Linked DNA regions of Sus scrofa: region 1 is linked to region 2. The links are chromatin contacts, called in public promoter capture Hi-C maps. All regions are on one chromosome and are shown on one strand. Each heading gives the region's core, a stretch centred on a gene start, on an enhancer-like site or on the middle of the called end of the contact. The rest is flanking DNA. Distances are from core to core; before and after follow the strand shown.

Region 1 (3,276 bases), core at 204-2,703, 87 kb before region 2:
TTGCATTGTCAGCCCTGGGTCCCAAACCCAGTGTAGCCTGAGTAAGGACACAAGCACAGCCTTGAAAGTAAACAGACCTGGGCTTGCGTTTCTGCACTGCTGTCTACCAGCTGTGTGGCCTTGGATAAGTGGCTTTGCCTCTGAACCTCGGTTCTCTAATGTGTTACACATGGTCAAGGATGCCTGCTTCCAAGGCTGCGGGTGTTAGAAAGAAGACGTGGACAGGAGTTCCCATCGTGGCCCAGTGGTTAACGAATCCGATTAGGAACCATGAGGTTGCGGGTTCGATCCCTGGCCTTGCTCAATGGGTTAAGGATCAGGCGTTGCTGTGAGCTGTGGTGTAGGTTGCAGACACAGCTCAGATCCTGCATTGCTGTGGCTCTGGCAAAGGCCGGCAGCTACAGCTCCGATTGGACCTAGCCTGGGAACCTCCATATGCCGCAGGAGCGGCCCTAGAAAAAAGGCAAAAAAAAAAAAAAAAAAGGAAAAGAAAGAAGACATGTACATAACAGATGCTCAGCAAACGGGGGCTTCTTTCTCCTCACCCTCTCTCTCCTTGGGAGACACTGGTGCCTCCCGGTCCTGGACTGAGAGGTCGGGATCCCTGGGTCTGGGGGGTGGGTTTTGTTGTTTCCTTGACCTCAGGCAAGTCCCTGGCCGTCTTGGACCCTAGCTCCTTATCTGAGAAATAGGGTGGGGCACCCGACCCTCTCTCTCGGGGCCCCTCCCTGTCTCCAACGCCAGTAGAGCGCTGCCTGCTGGGTTTGACTTTCCTGAGTGTGGGTGGGAAACGCACTGGCCTGGGAGGCTGGCCCCTGCCCTGACACACCAGGGGACCTAGGACACGCCCTCTGCCCCTCTGGATCTTGGTCCTCCTCAGTGTAGTGAATTGGATGTCACGGGCTCTGTCGTCTCTTTGGCGCCGATGGTCCAGGATGCAGGGATGCCCAGTCAGGCAGCCATGCCCTTCGGCCTCCTCGCCTCCGGCTGTGAGCTCAGGTCTCTCGTTCTCTGTGGCAGAGTCCGCCCTGTATCCAGCTTCACCAGCTCTTCTGCATCTCGTCGAGGACGCGGAGAGCCGCTGGGCTCCCGCCCCGCTGCCCCACGGCTCCCTTCTCAGTGTTCAGTGTCCCATGAGCCTCTGGGTCTGTCTAGGCCCTTCGCTGCCGAAATGGGGGGTCCATTTCGGCCCCTCCCCACTCATCTCGCAAGAATGGCAAGAATGCTTGCTTGCAGAAAAGCCCCCTCGTGACGGCTGCACTTCTGAGCCCGTAAGCATGGCACCTGCCTCCTCACCACCCTTCCTCTGGAGCGCCGCAGAAGCGCGTGTTTCGGGCTGGGCTGTGGGCCCAGAGGACTTTATACTTTGCATGTCCTTGGAGAAGTAACCAGAGCACCCGAAAGAGGCCTGCACTTCGGTGTCACAAGCCCGACCACGTGAGGGGGGAGGCCGTTGCTGGGCTGGTCCCGTTCCAGACAGCTGGCACACGCAGGTTCCCTGCATCACACCCAACGTGGGGCTCTAGAGGTCACCGGAAACAGCGAGAGGCCAGCACGTCGGCTGGGAGCCCAGCTCCGGTCCAGCGTCACCACGGGGCCATGCCCAGAACACCCTCCCGGAGGAAGGGGGCCGCCCGGGGGTGGAGGCCTGGCTCACCCTGCTGGGCCCTCCACCTCCTGGATCTGACTTCCTCCTGGAGAGGCAGCCAGAATAGAACCTGGGTTCTCCTTCCCCTGGCACTGCTGATCATGCTGGCTACCCTGCCACCAGGTTGGTGAGGTCTGGCTGGGAATCCCGCCCCTTCCCCCCAGAGGCTGGGGGTCCCCCCTGGGCCTCCACAGTCCTGAGCCCTGATTCTCAGGGACTAGCTGACCACATGGCGCATGGCAGTGGGGATACTCCCCAACTCAAACGCTCTAGGGAAAGGGACTGAGTGTCCCGGTCCCCACCGCCCATTGTAGGGCTTGGCACAAGATAGATACGAAACTGCTTCTTCCGTCTAGGCTCCGTTTTGAGTCCTCCCAGCACTGACCCATAGAGGCCTTAGCAGAGGCTTCTGATAGAACCAGAGTTTTTGGGGCGGGGGGCTCCTGAGCCACGAATGATGCACCGCTGACGGCAGCCTCAGGGCAGATCCCGAAAGGCAGCAGAGCCTGCGCAGCAGGGTGTAAAGTGTGCTTTGGGGTCCCGGCCCTCTCTGCTTTGGTCTCAGCCCACTCCCTGCCTGGATCCTGGGCTCCAACCCACCCAGGCACCCCGCCCGTGCACTGCCAGATTTCCAGGTGTTCCAGCTCGGTGCCAGGCTTCTCACTATTTCCTCATCTCGAATGTTCTCTTCGTCCCCTTCTCCCTGGAAAACTTCTTGGCTCCAAAGTCTGCTGACTGAGGGACACAGAAGTGACCTTTCCTCTCCATGTTCTTCCAGTTTTTGTTTTTTTTTTTTTTTCTGCTTATCAGCTCAACTGGCCCCACAGTTACTGGTGCTGTTTGTCTTATTCGTCTCAAGAGGTTGCTCTGAGGGAAAGCAAATACCAGGCTCTGCAGCCTCTGTTTCCCCATCTGTAAAATGGAGACAGTGATTGCTACCCTTCCAGGTTGATAGAAGGATTAAATGAAATTAGTCAGGTCAGAACCCAGCACAGTCATCTCATTTGTCCACACACGGGGCAGGAGGGAAGACGTAGCCAACCTGCCCCACAGAGGCAAAGGCACCTAGGCTGGGGTTCTCGGCCCTATGGAAAAACTCAGCTAACCCACTGATGGCACAGCCCACCTCCCAAACCCAGGGAGGAGGGACCCGGGGCTGTGGGAGGCCGAGGGGAGAGGGCAGGCCTTTATAACATCTCCAGATATGCTGATCTTTTCCGGGCACAAGTTGTGTGCCCTGCCCGCTGCCAAGTGCATCATAACTTCAGCTCATCCTCTCGCACTCAGGCCACAGGATCCTGTTATGAATGCCACTTGGCTCCTTCCTCTCTCTACCGCCCCACACGGTGCCAGGGACACCACAATACCTAGAGTTTACTTATATGTGAAATGCCAGAAGCAGTGCCCCTCCACACAGTAAATGTGAATTTATGCTACGAGAAAGGGACTCTTTTAAAAATACACTTTAGGCGTTCCCGTCATGGCTCAGTGGTCAACGAACCTGACGAGTATCCCTGAGGACGTGGGTTCGATCCCTGGCCTCGCTCGTGGGTCAGGGATCCGTCGGTGCCGTGAGCTGTGGTGTAGGTCACAGACGTGGCTCGGATCCTGTGTTGTGTGGCTGTGGT
Region 2 (2,895 bases), core at 134-2,633:
CTGCACTACAGCTGTGACCCAAGCCACAGCAGTGATAATGCCAGATCCTTAACCTGCAGGACCACCAGGGAACTTCTAACCTCAGATCAAGTTAATACCAAGTTGCTATGGCATAAGCCTAACTGGTTTTATTTTATTTTATTTTATTTTTTTTTGTCTTTTTTTTTGCTATTTCTTTGGGCCGCTCCTGCAGCATATGGAGGTTCCCAGGCTAGGGGTCCAGTCGGAGCTGTAGCCACCGGCCTACGCCAGAGCCACAGCAACGCAGGATCCGAGCCGTGTCTGCAACCTACACCACAGCTCACGGCAACGCCGGATCCTTAACCCACTGAGCAAGGGCAGGGACCGAACCCGCAACCTCATGGTTCCTAGTCGGATTCGTTAACCACTGCGCCACGACGGGAACTCCCTAACTGGTTTTATGATATTAGAAAAAATGTTGCAAAACCTTTAAAGGATGCAGAATTGGAAGTTCTGAAGGTTCGGTACTTCATGTCCCTCTTAGCTTACTCAGAGGCTGAGGGATTTCCATTCCTTGTATTGCTCTGGGAGGTGCAATATATTATTTGGAAAGCTCTGATTTAAAACTAATAGATAGGCATGGATTGAATTCTCCTTCAGAGCTTCCAAAAGGAACCACCCTGCTGATACTTGTAGCCACCAGAATTATGGAAGAATAAATTTCTGTTGGTTTAAGCCACCCAGTTTGTGGGACTTCAGTGCTTTGTTACAGGAGCCCTGAGAAACTTAGATAGTAACCAGCTATAATTTTCTTATTCAGATATTATTTGAGCCTTCTTGTTGTGGCTACACGTATAAATGTGACTGAAAAGAGGATCTTCTCCTCCTGTTTATGATAACCCTAAGTTTTAGAGCACTAAGTATTGCTAGTCATCATTATTTAGATTCTTACACTAAACACTAAGACACTGGCTATTATATCTGCTTTTAGAATGAAGACACAGGGCTCAGAAAGGGCAACCCTCACATAATCTGAATGTTGGTTTCTGACTAAAAGCCTGTATTTTCTTTCCTGTTTCTCCATGTACTTAGATAAGTCAGTTTTTATTGGTAGCAGTAGCTGGTATTTACAGATTTTCTTCTCTAACTCACAGTTTAGTTGTATAATCTAGGCAAAAAAACAGTGGCCTCTTGAGAGTTCCCTTGTGGCACAGCAGGTTAAGGATCCAGTGTTGTCACAGCCACTGCTGTGGCTCGGGTCGCTATTGTAATGTGGGTTTGATCCCTAGCCCAGAAACTTCCAAATGCTAGGGCATAGCCAAAAAAAAAAAAAAAAAAAAAAAAAGTTGGCTTCTTAAATGTGCCAGCCTTTTCCAAAAGCTCTGAGTTCTGTGTACTTTTAGTATTTGTTTGCATTTCTCATTCTCATCTAGAGGCCAGAGTTTAGAACCAAATTATATCATTCTGTTCCTCTGGGATCACTGAGTAGCTGAAACCGAGAAATACTAGGTATTTCTCATAGGAGTTCTAGGAACTTTAGAATTTTGTCTAGAGAATCAGAATGATTAGAATATTCATTATTGTTTATTAATAGCTTTAAATAGAGCATTCAGAACAAATGGTTAGTGAGCAATTTTTTTAAGAAACCCCCAAATGGAGTGACTGTCAATAAAGACTCATGTAATTGATAGTGTGTCATCTATCCTTTCATGACGACTGGTTGTAGATAAAATCAAACCTTTTATCTTTCTTCTGTGGAAATAGATGAAATAGTTCTGAACGTGATGAGTTTATGCTCATGTTTGATTATAGATGTTTTTGAGGGGGTTATGACATTGCTGAATAAAATACTGAAACACTTTAAGTCTTAGTCTAATGGAGAGATAGATTCATAAACAAATGAAACTAGCTTGCCTGGCTTTGCATAGGAGAGTCATTATCCATTAAATAAATGCGTATCAAATGCTCCTCAGTAGAGTACTGCTTCGTACTGTTGCCCATTTGAGAGAAGGTTCTGTGCTTTAAATCATTGGTTCAGGTGAGTTTGAATTTAGGATTCATATCTGCAATCACTTTTTATCTATCTTTGTATTGTGTATGTTATGTCATTTACAATCAACAATCACATAGGTGCCTTGTTTGTTGTATCTGAGCATGAGTTGTGCTGCCTGTCATCAGCCTGTCTTCTCGTTGAGGTACTCCCTACCACCTGCCAGAGGGAATTTTGGATGTGCAGCGTAGCCTACATTTTAAATCAGCTGGTCTCAAACAATTTTCAAATTGGGTGGAACTCCATCCAACCTTTTAATGTGATGTATGGGGAAAAAATGAGAAATTAATTTTATAAACCAACAGTAGTCTAAATTGTTACTCTTTCTAATTCTCTAAGTTGGTTTGCTTCATGGATTTTCTGAGAAAGGAGAAAGTGGTCTAATGGCTTTTACTTAAAAAAAGGCAGCCGTAACACTATTCAGGAAACATTCCATGATTACACTGATACCTCCCTTATCCACCTACAGAGTCTTTGAAAACAGGATTTTATTTCCCTTGTAATTTATTTCTAGCTCTTAGTACAACATCTGGCACATCGTAAATGCTTAAGTTACATTCGCTTCATGAAATGAAGATGCTTTTTGCAGATCTGCTTTGTTGGAAATTATGATTCAGAGTAGGAATCAATAAAATGTTATTCTTAAGCCGAGAAAGTGGTATTGCTAGAAGGAAATAGAAGCATGTCTTTTGACCAATAATTGAGAGCCACAAGTAGCTCATGTAGTGTGTTACTACTTATATTCTCAGAAATCATTTAATGATGTTTACAGCACAGGGAACTGTTTATAGTACACAGTTCTTGGGTTAGAACATGCTGGAAGATAGTATGAAAAAAAAATATATATGTATGGCTGGGTCACTTTTTTTTTTTGTCTTTTTAGG

Evidence for each region. Promoter capture Hi-C pulls out the DNA fragments that hold promoters and counts their contacts.
Region 1: a promoter capture Hi-C map of liver shows a contact between it and region 2, with 4 times the contacts expected there. The contact joins two enhancer-like sites. A contact is called at or near these places in 1 of 5 promoter capture datasets (liver) and 4 of 47 Hi-C or Micro-C datasets (blood, liver and skeletal muscle).

Annotation. Positions count from the first base shown.
Region 1 is chr9:7,634,953-7,638,228 of Sscrofa11.1, reverse strand. No RefSeq gene overlaps it. Among named protein-coding and RNA genes, the nearest start is that of FCHSD2, 17 kb to the right of the region's middle. Within about 2 kb of position 1,453, at least 34 of the 83 cell types and tissues checked have an H3K27ac peak or open chromatin away from gene starts, as enhancers often do. A contact at or near this core is called in liver, where this site is marked.
Region 2 is chr9:7,548,734-7,551,628 of Sscrofa11.1, reverse strand. All of the region lies in intron 3 of FCHSD2 (F-BAR and double SH3 domains protein 2), which reads left to right. Among named protein-coding and RNA genes, the nearest start is that of FCHSD2, 70 kb to the left of the region's middle. Within about 2 kb of position 1,383, at least 1 of the 83 cell types and tissues checked has an H3K27ac peak or open chromatin away from gene starts, as enhancers often do. A contact at or near this core is called in liver, where this site is marked.